2 separate regions of the Mus musculus genome follow, and region 1 is linked to region 2. A link is a contact called in public Hi-C data. All regions are on one chromosome and are shown on one strand. Each heading gives the region's core, a stretch centred on a gene start, on an enhancer-like site or on the middle of the called end of the contact. The rest is flanking DNA. Distances are from core to core; before and after follow the strand shown.

Region 1 (7,061 bases), core at 1,421-3,920, about 14 Mb before region 2:
CTCCCACTCTTCTCTTCGACCCTCTTTGGGCAGACCTGGCCTTTCTCCAGGACTTGGCTTTGGCCTAGCCGGCCTCAGCTGTGGCATGGGTGAGTCAGTGTGGTCTCCTGGCCAGTGGGACAGGCAGGTTGGCTTCCCAACACGTTGCCCTCCGTCCTGCCCTGGCCCCAATGCTGCGGCCAGTACCCCCTCAGGCAAGGCCACATGTCAGCTGCAGTTATTAGCATGGGCAGGAGACACAGGCCTGGCAGCCTGCCCGCAGACTCAGCGGCTTCTGGAATCTCCCTTGAGACTGTAGTGGGGGAGGGGAGCTTTTCAAACAAGGGCAAGATGGGAAGGAGGACTTAAGGGTCACAAGGATCCTTCAAAGACTGGGATGTCCCCAGCTTCTTCTTCTCCAATGCCCCTACTCTACTGGACTTCCCCTGTATCCTTCAGAGCTGTTTTTGCCTCTTGTTTTCCTTCTGTGGAACACTAGGTAAGCTCTGATCCTGCTACTTAGTCCTAGTCCTTAAGCTTCTCTCTGAAGAGCCCTCCTTTATCTTACCAGAGACCTGAGAAAGAGGAAGAGATGGGACTCTCACCCTCTCTCAGGTTGCTCCCACACTACTTGAAGTCCCACCTACCTAACTGCAAGGCCGGCTATGTAAACCTCTACCTTCCCATTCCTGGAGAAGGGGCTTTGTGTTCTCGCATTTTTCTCGATTTGCGATTTTTGCCCTTTTACTTGGGTGGGAAGAAGGGGGCTACTTCCTTTAGGTATTCTATGTATTGGAAGGTAGCTCACCCCCGACTGAAGTGGACGTAGATGAGAAGAGTATTCAGACTTCAAAGATAAGTGGTAGGGAATGGGGACCCTAGACCTTCTGGTAGAAGGGAAGGGCACATACCCAGGGGAGGAGGCAGCTCTGTACCAGCCTGCCCAGGCGCCAGGGATGCCCGAAAGCATTACCCCGCCCCCTCCGCGCCCCGACGGGCCAGGGGCAAAGTCCGACCCAGGCCCTCGGGCAGGCGGGGACCTGCCAGGCTGGGTCCAACCTGGCCGGGCGGGACAGGACTCAGCCCCAGAGCTGTTCCGAGAGGCTGGGTCAGGCCGCCGGGGGGCGGGGGAGCCCGGGGGTGGCGGTGGAGGCTGGTCCGGACTAGCCGTCCGGGGGCCCGGGCGCGCCCTGGGACCTGGCAGCTACCTCGAGTTCCTGGCTCTTAGTTTGCCGCCCCAAGACTGCACTGGTCCCACCTCTTCCTGTGCCCTAATATGGGTGCTGGGGAGAGAAATTCAGGGGGGGGTGCCCCGCCCCCAATCTAATTCACGGACTCCAGCCTGTTGCCTTGGTGACGAGGCCCCGCTCCCAGGCTGCATCCCCCTCCAGCCGGCCAATGGAACAGTCCTCGGCTGCCAGGCTTATTAGTCGCCGATGGTTGCAGGCTGAACCATTTCTAGATGGGGGAGATCAGACTATGACTAGAAGCGTCTGTAGCTGGGTTGTGACTTCCCCAAGGGTCGCTTGCCGAGGTTCCTCTTCCCAGGCGCAGAATTTGGCAGGCCCAGGGTAGGGTGCACCATCCCCTAGGCTCACAATGACGAGACAGGGCCGGGCTCTTTCCCCCTCGGGGCTGTTGCCACACTTCCTGCCTCGGCTCTCTTTCCCTAGCCTGTTTCTAAGGAAGGGAGTGGGGTTGGGCGACCGCACCCCAGCTATCCCGCCCCATCGGCCCTCCAAAAGCTGACAGGATATCGGGCGAGCCCCGGGTGACTAAGGGAGGGCTTTGGGCTGAGGTACTGGGCATGTCAGTGCCCTAGGGACCACCTACGAGGTACAGCCTCATTCGTACAAGTCCTGGTCTCTGGGATCCTCCGAGTCATCTTCTCAGGAAGATCTCAGATACCCTCCTGTCATTGCCTTCATAGCTCGGAAGGAAGCTATGTCGTGACCATTTTAATTCTCTGCCAGAGTTCTGCAAATATCCACAATGACCCCAACCTTTGCTAGATATGTTCCCATCTTTCTACTCCGATTACCTCAGCGTCCCCAGGACCTTTGTTCTGAATATCTAAATTGACCTCCCCAAAATTCCTTCCCTTTTCCACTTATGGGGAAACCCTCAGACTCATCTATGGACTCTAGAGCCCCTACTCATTTCTTGTACAATAGGTACCTGAGCCCTGTTGTGTCTTGGCCCTTTCCTCCCAACTGACAATTCCAGTTCTTTAAGCACTTTGTACCCGGGACCTCTGGTTAATTCCTAGGCCAAATGTTAACAATTGCCCCTGTTTTGTATCTTCTCTGTTTTCTGGGGTCTTCTACTGTATTGTCAGTTCACAAGCCACAGCTACCCTGGGTCCCACGAGACTTTTCCGGGGATATCCTAAGGTATCCAATCTCCACTTGCAGTGTATCTCATAAGCACCTGGCTGTACTCCCGCAGTTCTAGCCCCTATGTGCCTCGGCCCCTCAACATCCCTTTGCTTGTGTGTCTCTGTCTCCACAGCCCCTCCCCCTGCAGCCGCGCAGAGCCACCCGGCTCGTGGCCGCTGTTTACAAGGACACGCGCTTCCTGACAGTGACGCGAGCCGCCTCCTCCCCTTCCCCACGCTCTAGGAGGGGGCCGCGGGGGCCTGGCTCCCGCGTCGGCCAATCGGAGTGCACTTCCGCAGCTGACAAATTCAGTATAAAAGCTTGGGGCTGGGGCCGAGCACTGGGGACTTTGAGGGTGGCCAGGCCAGCGTAGGATCCTGCTGGGAGCGGGGAACTGAGGGAAGCGACGCCGAGAAAGCAGGCGCACCACGGAGGGAGAGAAAATCTCCGGAAGCCCAGCAGCGCCTTTACGCACAGCTGCCAACTGGCCGCTGCTGACCGTCTCCAGCTCCCGAGGACGCGCGACCGGACACCGGGTCCTGCCACAGCCGAGGACAGCTCGCCGCTCGCCGCAGCGAGGCCCGGGGCGGCCCTTCAGGGGGACCTTTCCCAGATCGCCCAGGCCGCCCGGATGTGCACGAAAATGGAACAGCCTTTCTATCACGACGACTCTTACGCAGCGGCGGGATACGGTCGGAGCCCTGGCAGCCTGTCTCTACACGACTACAAACTCCTGAAACCCACCTTGGCGCTCAACCTGGCGGATCCCTATCGGGGTCTCAAGGGTCCTGGGGCGCGGGGTCCAGGCCCGGAGGGCAGTGGGGCAGGCAGCTACTTTTCGGGTCAGGGATCAGACACAGGCGCATCTCTGAAGCTAGCCTCCACGGAACTGGAGCGCTTGATCGTCCCCAACAGCAACGGCGTGATCACGACGACGCCCACGCCTCCGGGACAGTACTTTTACCCCCGTGGGGGTGGCAGCGGTGGAGGTACAGGGGGCGGCGTCACCGAGGAGCAGGAGGGCTTTGCGGACGGTTTTGTCAAAGCCCTGGACGACCTGCACAAGATGAACCACGTGACGCCCCCCAACGTGTCCCTGGGCGCCAGCGGGGGTCCCCAGGCCGGCCCAGGGGGCGTCTATGCTGGTCCGGAGCCGCCTCCCGTCTACACCAACCTCAGCAGTTACTCCCCAGCCTCTGCACCCTCTGGAGGCTCCGGGACCGCCGTCGGGACTGGGAGCTCATACCCGACGGCCACCATCAGCTACCTCCCACATGCACCACCCTTTGCGGGCGGCCACCCGGCACAGCTGGGCTTGAGTCGCGGCGCTTCCGCCTTTAAAGAGGAACCGCAGACCGTACCGGAGGCACGCAGCCGCGACGCCACGCCGCCTGTGTCCCCCATCAACATGGAAGACCAGGAGCGCATCAAAGTGGAGCGAAAGCGGCTGCGGAACAGGCTGGCGGCCACCAAGTGCCGGAAGCGGAAGCTGGAGCGCATCGCGCGCCTGGAGGACAAGGTGAAGACACTCAAGGCTGAGAACGCGGGGCTGTCGAGTGCTGCCGGTCTCCTACGGGAGCAAGTGGCGCAGCTCAAGCAGAAGGTCATGACCCATGTCAGCAACGGCTGCCAGTTGCTGCTAGGGGTCAAGGGACACGCCTTCTGAGAGCCTCCCTTGCCCCATACGGACACCCCCAGCCTTGAAGGCTGGGCGCCTGCCCCCCACTGGGGTGAGGGGGGCAGGCGATGGGCACCCGCCAAAAGGCCTGGGGCGCAGCTCACACACTGGACTCCGGCCCGCCCGCCTGCGCCCAGTCCTTCCACCTCGAGGTTTACATGGCCCCCTTCCAGCGTATTTTGTATGTTTTTTTTTTCTGCAAAGAGACTGAATTCATATTGAATATAATATATTTGTGTATTTAACAGGGAGGGGAGAAGGGGGCTGTCGCGGCGGAGCTGGCCCCGCCGCTTGGTACTCAGCCTGCGGGGATACTAGGGAGGGACCTCCGCCCCCTGCCCTCCCCCTCTGCATAGTACTGTGGAGAAGAAACACGCACTTCGTGTCTAAAGTCTATTTTAAGATGTGTTTGTGTGTGTGTGTTTGACTTTTTATTGAATCTATTTAAGTAAAAAAAAAATTGTCTTTATTAATTTCTGTGGTCTCTTTTTTCTTCCAAGCTGGGCGGATGGAGGGAGAAGATTGGGCTACCCCAAGCACGGTGCTGTTTGTAGCTCGCTCCTTTCAGGTATCATAAGGTTCAGTACAAACGCCCAGACCTCCTATCCCCTGAGTCCTGGCACCAGACGCTGCGCAGGCGGGCAGTGGCGGGGAACAAGCTACCCAGGACAAAACGCGGAATGTGCAAGCATGACCCCGCCCAGCAGAGTGCGCCGGGGCTTTCCCCGCTGACGTTACGGAAGCTCTGCCCATATATGGGCCTATTCAGCTCAGTGACGCCAGCGCGGTCTCCGGGCAGATTCCGGGAATCCCCTCCCCCCCGCTCTGCCGGGCAGGGCCGCGGCGCCGGGAAGGGGGCCGGGATTTTCCCGAGCAGGCGGCTTTCTGGGCGCGGAAAGCCCCAGGCCCGGGTCCAGGGCGCCCGCGGCGGGAGGGCCGTGCTCTCATGAGCCCTGGGAGCCATCCGAGCGGCTTTCAACAGACCGGCGCCGGAGCCCCACCGCGCCCACGCCCCCTCCATTAGACCGACCCTGGCGGAGAGTAACTGCAGCCTTCCTGTAGTTGCAGACGCCGTCAGGGCAACTCCTGCCAGGAAGGGCGGCGCCCGCCCGCCAGTGTCCCCCTCCCGTGTGCCAGGCCAGAAGCCGGCGACTGCCAGGTCTGGTCCTGTCCCGGCAGTTGTTTGGGCAGCTGGGCGTCGCCACAACCCGGCTCCAGCAGCTGAGGTGGGAGGTTCAAAGCTGCTACTTGCTGTTGGGATCTGGGTGCCCTTGAAGCTGGAAGATCCAAGCGCAAAGGAAACCGTACCACTCAGGTGGAGCCGAGGAATAATTCAGTAGTGAAGGGAACGGGCCTCAAGCCTGTCTAGGCTACATAGTAAGGCCCTTTCTCAAAACAAAACAAACATAACCTGACCTCAAACAAACAAAACCCTCAGACACCGTGCAGACAGAAAAAAGGAAAGTAGATGGGGGTGAGTGAGACGAGATAGCTCGGCAGGTAGAGATGCTTAGATGCTTGCCACTGTTACCTAAGTTTGATTCCTGGATCCAGGAGGAAAAACCATTTACCTTCACATGCCTGAGAGCGCACGCGCACACACACACACACACACACACACACAACCTCTTAGAAAAAAAAGAAAGAGCTGGAGAAATAGCTTAACAGTTAAGGGTATGTCTTCCAGACCGTACAAGAATGCTGCTTCGCCTGAACCCACCTGAGAAAGCTCACAACCCCCCTTCAGTTTCAGGGGATGCAATGCCCTCTTCTGGCTTCCTTAGGCACTGCACCCTCCCACCCACAAAACACCACACTTTTTTTGTTGTTATAACGAAAGCAAACATGGTTTGAATATGGTGATGAGAGCCAGGAAGAGGAATATATGTTCAAAAAGTGCCTTCTGGGATAAGGGAGGCGAGCTCATCTACAGACTGAACTGTCAGCTTTCCAACAGATTTGCCAGTGTAGGTTCGGGACAGAGGAAAGGAGTGCTCCCTTCGATATAGTTCTTGTAGCCAAAGAAGCAAGATCATCTGAAGAATCCTAAGAGTGTGCCTGAAATGGAATGAGCCACAGTAAGGTGGATGACCTCAAGGGAGGCCCAACCAGAGGCTCTGAGAATACATTAAGTTCCAAGAGATAGCTCAGTGGGGGGCTCTGTGGTAGAGGGCTTCCAAATCATTCACGAGACTATGGATTCTATCCACCCCTAGCATGAGGATAAAAAGAGGGGAAAGAATTCCAAGGGGAATGAACAACACTCAGAAGGTATCAACAACAGCAGGACCCCAGAATAAGCAGAGGCTGAAGGAGTCACAGTGTGGGGACTCTTGTGTCAAAACATAAAGTAAAACTAATGACCAGATCACCCTTGTTTTGTAAAATGAAAGTGAAACTCAGAAAGAAAAGCTACCCAAGTGCATACAGCTCAGTGAAACATCCACCTCCTAGCCTAACCAGCACCCGTTCTCAGCCACTCTCACTACCGGTCTCACTCTCCTGCCCAGAGTACCAGACAAAAAATTGGGTCAGAGCCTAGAGGTTCGCAAACTTGAACTCACAGGGCAATTTGACTTTAGTTTTTATTCCCATCCAATGTAAAAACCCAGTGAAGATCCAGCTGTTACATATCATTTTATATAGTTAATGGTAAGATATGGACACTGGTCTAAGAGCCAGAATCCAGAAGTAAACTGCCGACCCCTATTTTTTTTTTTTTACAGAAGTATTTATTTCATGTCTATGCACGTTCTGCCCATGTTCACGTGCATGCCTGGTGCTGGAGGATCAGACGAAGGTGTTGGATCTGGCGTTAAAGAGGGTTGTAAGCAACTATGTAAGCTCCAGGAATGGAACCTGGATCTTCAGGAGAAACATAAAGAGCTCTTAAAGAATCCCTCCAGGCCTAGTAATTATTTGGTCTCACTGTGTCCCACCATGCTCAGACCATGGCGTGAATGAGGTAATGCCTCCACCTTGTGGTGAAGAGGCATAACTACAGAGTCAGTTGCACAAGCCAGAGT
Region 2 (6,007 bases), core at 1,646-4,145:
GAGGCGGACAGCCAAGCTGGCGTAACGAAGACTTTACTGAAAACACAAAACCGGCGAACCAAGGATTACGGAACAGGAATGTGGACTCGTAGCAAAACAAAACCAAACAAAAAGAGAGGGGATGGTGTCGGGAGGAGAGAGAGCGGGGGGGGGGGGAGGGGAGAGGGTTTTTTTTTTCTTCTTCCCGTTTCTTTAAAAAACCAACACAAGGAAACACACACTCAACACGCAACCAACGTTTGTTCCCGAGTAGAAACATAAATAGGGCGGAATCGGACACTCCCGTTCTCTCTTCCAAAAGGCAAAAAAAAAAGGAAAGGCAGAGCGTGAGGCTGCGCGCCCCTTAGAGCCCCTACTCGGAGGTACAAAGGGGCAGCCACGCGCAGGACTGGGGGTAGAGAGGCGGCGCGAGGGCGGGGGTCGTGCGCTCGGGTTCCCCATCCAGAGTTAAGGGGGGTCCGGCTTGTCGAGTCCGGGGGCACCGAGTCTCGAAAGAGTCCGGGGCGCCCCCCCACCGCAGCTAGTCCGCGCATGCGCCCCGCGCTCGGGCTCAGTACGCCGGGACCTGGTGCTGGGGCAGCAGCTGGCAGCCGCTGTTGACGTGGCTGAGGACTTTCTGTTTGAGCTGCGCCACCTGCTCGCGCAGCAGGCTGGCGGTGGACGCCAGCTCGGTGTTCTGGCTTTTGAGGGTCTTGACTTTCTCCTCCAGGCGCGAGATACGCTCCAGCTTGCGCTTGCGGCATTTGGAGGCGGCGATGCGGTTGCGCAGCCTCTTGCGCTCCGCCTTGATGCGTTCTTGCGTGTCCATGTCGATGGGCGACAGCGGAGGGCTGTCGCCGAAGCTCGGCACGTCCGGCACGGTCTGCGGCTCGTCCTTGAGCGCGGCCAGGCGCGGTGGATGCGGAGGTGGCGGCGGCCCCAGCGCGCCCGGGGGCGGCGGGAAGGGCACTGGCTCCGCGGCGAAAGCCACGGTGGCCGCGCCCCCAGGGGGCCCGGCGCCACCCGCGAAACTGCTCAGGTTGGCGTAGACCGGGGTCTCCGTGGCCCCGGGGGTGGCGGCCAGGTCGGCGGGCGCGGGAGGCGCGGGAGCCCCTGAGGTGGCCGCGGTGGCCGCACCCAGCTGGCTTTGCTTGTGCAGGTCCTCCAGCGCCTTGACGAAGCCTTCGGCGAACTCCTGCTCCTCGCTAGCTGCCACCTTCGGGTAGAGGAACTGCGTACTGGTCGGGGTAGTGGTCACCAGCCCGTTGGACTGGATGATCAGCCTCTCCAGCTCCGGCGACGCGAGTTTGAGCAGCCCAAGATCCGGCGAAGCCAGCAGCCCGTCGGGGGCGCCGTCGGGGCGCAGCGCAGAAGGTGCAGTGGCCGACCCTGGTTTCAATCCCGCCGCTCCCTGCTCCGCCAGGCTGAGCGTCAGCGCGTCTTTCTTCAGCATGCTGCTCGTCGGGGGCGCCCCGGGGAAAGCGCGGCCCGGGGGCGCGAAGCCACCACCGCCGGGGGCCCCAGTAGCACCAGCGACGCTCGACGCACCCGCAGCCAGGCCGCTCAGCGCCTCCTCGCCATAGAAGGGCGTTTCCATCCCCACCTTCCCCCGCCGCGCTCGGCCCCGGGGCGGGGGGAGTGGCCGCGGCCTCCCCGGGGGGCCCCGTATGCCCCCCAGTCCGCTGCCCGTACAGACCGGCTCCGATGCCGGCCGCTCTGCCCCGCGCCGCCCGCGCGCACTCTTATAGCCTCGGCCCCCGCGATGAGCTCACCGCCCCCGCTCGCCATTGGCGCGAGGTGACGTCGTTGATTTGCATAAAGGGGCGGGAGCGGGACGCCCTCGCCTGGTGGCGGCCGCTGTTGCCAAGAGCGACGCTCGCTACATGGCACAACAACGCGCTGCATTGTGGGTTGACGTCATGGGGGTGGGGCTGAACGCGGTTTGGCCGGGTCACCACGCCCAGCTTGGATTGCCGGGCAGGCTCTGTCCCTACCCTGCTGTTTCTTGCCTCTCCTCCCTTTCTCTTCCTCCCCTCTTTACTTCCCTCTAGATCTTGCCTCTCTGTTTCTCAAACTGGACCTCATCTGTGCGTCTATCTCTCCCCTGTCTCTGGCACTTCTGTGGCGTGATGTGTGGAGCCTCATAAACCCAGGCCCTCTGTGAAGCCACGCCCCGCGTCACGCCCACCGAAGGCACGCCCCTCGGGGGCCGGGCGCCGGCCAGGGTTCCTCCGGCTGGGAGCTGGCAGGTGTGGGCAGGAAGGGGGAGGCAGAGGAGGGTCCCTTGGAGAGTCCCCACAACTACTTAGCTCCTTGTCAGTTTCACAGGGTGGAGTCGAACGCCCTAAAAGCTGACCTCCTGCCTTTTCCTTGGGGAAACTGAGGATGGGATGTGTGGAGTCCAACTGCAGCCAGGGTAGCCATCAGTTGTAGGTTTTTTTCTTGATCTCGGTGAAAAAAAATTTTTTTAATCTTTGTTTTGGGTCAAGACAGGATCTCATCCTCTAGACTCCGCTATTCATGAACTTAACTTCAGTCCCCCTGTTTCATATTCCCAAGTGTGGCAGTAACAGGCCTGAGTCTCTTAACCTCGGCCTACAGATCTCGGTTTTTATTTTACATGCTGGTGTGTTTGTCTGTGTGGTTGTGTATCTGTGTTTGTCTGTGTAGGTATCTGTGCTTTGTGTGTGTGTGTGTCCAGGAAGGTCAGAGGAGAGTTGGGAGTCTGTTCTCCCCGGTGTGGCACTCTGGCTGTCCGACTTGGGTGCAGTCACGTTTACTTTCTAAGCCTACCCTATGGCCCTGGATTGGGACGTTTTGAAACAGAATCTCACTCTGTACCCCAGAATGACCTCCCGAACCCCCCAAAATCTCACCTCAGGCTTCTGGATGACTAATATATGCCATTGTGCCTTGCTTCGGTTTCAGTTATTAGGACACCCTGTACCCTAGCTGACCAAGACTGAGGGTGATTTCACTGCCTCAACGTGAAAGACGTGCCCATCACCTCATCTTAGCATGAGATTTGAGTCTTGGGTTTGTTGAGTTTTACTTTGTGTTTTGAGCAAGGATCTCTCACCTTCCAGCTGGGGCTGGCTGGGAACTTACAGATGTGGACCTGCTAAGTGCTAGAGTTAAAGGGCACTATGCAAAAGCTGTAACCCAGGTTGACCTGGGGCTCCTGCTGATGGAAGTTCTGGGGTGAGCTTGTGGGGTTTTTTTTGTTTTGTTTTGTTTTTGCCTTTGTTTTGAGACAGAATTTTTCTGTAGCTCAGGCTAGACTTGAGAAGTGATCCTTCTGCCTTCTATGTGCTGTAAGGACAGGCATTTACCACACATTTGTCCTCCCAAGGACAGAACTAGGGTGCCAGGCCTCTGGACAGCCATGGCAGTACACGTTTTTACTCTTGACTCTTCTAGAGCCTGAGGTGGGTCCCAGAGTGGAGCCTGCAAATGAGAATCCGGACTGGTAATTACCCTCTTAATTAGTACAGTATGCCACCAGGCCTGATGCAGGCTTTTCTGCTTGCTGGGAACGGAGGTGGAAGAGGTGGGAGCAACAAGTCCCAGCACACTCAACACAACCCTTAGAAGACCAGAGAGGAGTCTCATCCCTTCTCTGTGACTCCTCTCCAATCTGTACCCCATTGGAGCTCCTTTGCACCTCAGGACCTTCGCCCAGGCCATTGAGGCCTCAGAGGGTTCTCCCCCCTCCCCCCAAACCCCCGCCCGAGCCTTGACCAGTTGTTGCCTCAGAGAGCCACACACCCAGGTTTTATCCCCTTTTGTAGGCAAGTGACCATCCAGAAAGATAGAGTGGACTCTCCCCTCACCACACACGTGGGGTTTGCGCTTCGCGAGCCATATCCCAGCCAGCACCCCCTCCCCCGCCCCCCGCCAAACGACTGAGCCAGCTAGTGCTGGCCCAACGCCAGCCAGCCCCCGGCGCCAGGCCTGCCTCTCCCCGGGGCCGTACGGAGCTTGGCGGAGCGCGCGAGGCTCCGCCCTGACCTTGGGACTTGGCCTTGGCGGGTGGGGGATGGGCGGGCGTGCGCTCTGGAGGCGGTGGTTTGAGCTGACTGGGGACAGGTTTACGTACCAAATTAAGTTTTACCTCTGTTGAGACTCACTTTCCCTATCAGGCAAGGAGAGCATTTTGTAGTGGCATGGAAAATGTAAAGAAATAGTAAGACCTGAACATTTTTGGTTGCTTTTCGAGACAGGGTTTCTCTGTGTAGCCCTGGCTGTCCTGGAGCTCACTCTGTAGACCAGGTTAGTCTCGAACTCAAAGATCCTCCTGCCTCTGACTCCCGAATGCTGGGATTAAAGGCGGGAGCGGCCTGTCCTGACTGACTTTTTTTTTTTAATTGTATTTCTGTAGGAAAAGGGCTTGTTGAGAGGCTGGGGAAGGACCTCAGCTTTCAGAGTCTGTTCTCTCCCATTCTGTGGGTCCTGTGAACTCAAGTCAGCTCTCAACAAGAGCAACAAGAGCCTTTACCCGCAGAGCCATCTCGACACCCCATCAGTCATTCTTCAATTTTATTATTTGGAGAAACTTAACCTGCTGGTCTTGGGGTGCCCTTAGCCTCTGGGAAAAACTCCTACTAAACCTTCAAAACAACTGCAATAAGGAGTGGAGGGATTCAAAAAGTCTCGGGGCGCTGGGTTGGGCTGGAGGCCATGCAGTGCGGCTGGTCAGTGGGTGGCAGAAACAGCGCCCACTCTGGATTCTGTTTTCGCTTCTGTCTTCCCTGGTCAGTGTCTGGGGAAGTGACTTGTACGGGACGCATGGCCCAGCGTGGAGACTGTGCACCCTTCACATTGAACCTGAAATCTCGTGGGTGGGCCTGTGTTCGAATCCCCAGGTTCTCAGGAACCCTTCCACAGTGCGAAGATAAATTTGACTTTTCTAGTTTGCGTTTTCAGTCTTTCCTTGATCAGGCAGAAACCAATGATCAGCTTCATAAACCGGGAAGACAGAAAGGGGGCCCCTGGGAGTGGCTGAGGCAGAGAGGGGACTGTCCCAGGAGTGTGAGGGCAGAGCTTGTGGGCACCGTCCCCAGGTGGCAGGGCCCGTGGGGCGACCGCATTCCTGAGGTCGGGTTACCGAGAAAACCCGGCCTCCCGCCCCTCCCGTGCTGCTTCCGCCGGCGCAGGCCGAGACCGCAGGTGTTTGCGCGGCTTCTCCGCCAGGCCCCATGTCCTGTTTTCTGGGTTGCTGCCAGCTCCCTCCAGCCTCATAAAACCTTTTTAAAATGAGGAAATGAAGCGCACCCTCAGCTTCCTCACCGGTCCAGTGTCTCTGGGATGTTTGTTGATGACTAGTTGACAGTCAAGAGTTACCATAAAGGGCTCTCTCCCGGAGAAAACCTTCCCATATCAATCTACCAACCTCAAGCATGCATTAAAAAGCACCTGCTATGTACCCAACCCTGACTAGGCCGAATGTGGCCTGCCCAAGTGTTTCTTTTATTTTGTTGCTTTGGCCTAACCTAACCTCTCACAAGGCTTTACTGAGCATATACTACGGGGCTTGGGAGGGGGGATTAAATTATCTTTTCTCTAGGCTCTTTCACAAAAGATAGGTTCTTAAACATGACATTTGCCGGGCAGTGGTGGTGCACGCCTTTAATCCCAGCACTTGGGAGGCAGAGGCAGATGGATTTCTGAGTTCGAGACCAGCCTGGCCTACAGAGTGAGTTCCAGGACCGCCAGGGCTACACAGAGAAACCCTGTCTCGAAAAACCAAAAAACAAACAAACAAAATGTCATTTATTCCTCTATTTGGTGTGTGTTTGTACACGAGCCACAGCCCACTCCTGGGGGTCAGAGGACAACTGTGACAGCCTGCTGGTTCTGCCTTCCATCATGTGGACTGAACTCAGCCCTGCTGCCATCTCACCAGCCCGAAGGGAGCAGCAATCTTCCTAAGTATGGGGCACACCTTCATCAGGAGTCTAGAGCAGTCTCAGCTAGATAGTGTGAAGGTAGCCTGGGTTAATGAGCCCCTGTCTCACAAAAGACAAAA

The links. Hi-C and Micro-C count contacts between places; a contact is called where the count stands out from the background.
Region 1: a Hi-C map of B cells shows a contact between it and region 2, with 5 read pairs. The contact joins the promoter of Junb here to the promoter of Jund in region 2.

Annotation. Positions count from the first base shown.
Region 1 is chr8:84,974,357-84,981,417 of GRCm38.p6, reverse strand. It overlaps Junb (jun B proto-oncogene), which reads left to right and starts at 2,670. Exons shown (of 1, transcript NM_008416.3): 1 at 2,670-4,509. The coding sequence starts at 2,989. The coding sequence ends at 4,023. It overlaps Prdx2 (peroxiredoxin 2), which reads right to left. Exons shown (of 6, transcript NM_011563.6): 6 at 6,607-7,061.
Region 2 is chr8:70,694,627-70,700,633 of GRCm38.p6, reverse strand. It overlaps Jund (jun D proto-oncogene), which reads right to left and starts at 2,895. Exons shown (of 1, transcript NM_010592.5): 1 at 18-2,895. The coding sequence starts at 1,576. The coding sequence ends at 551.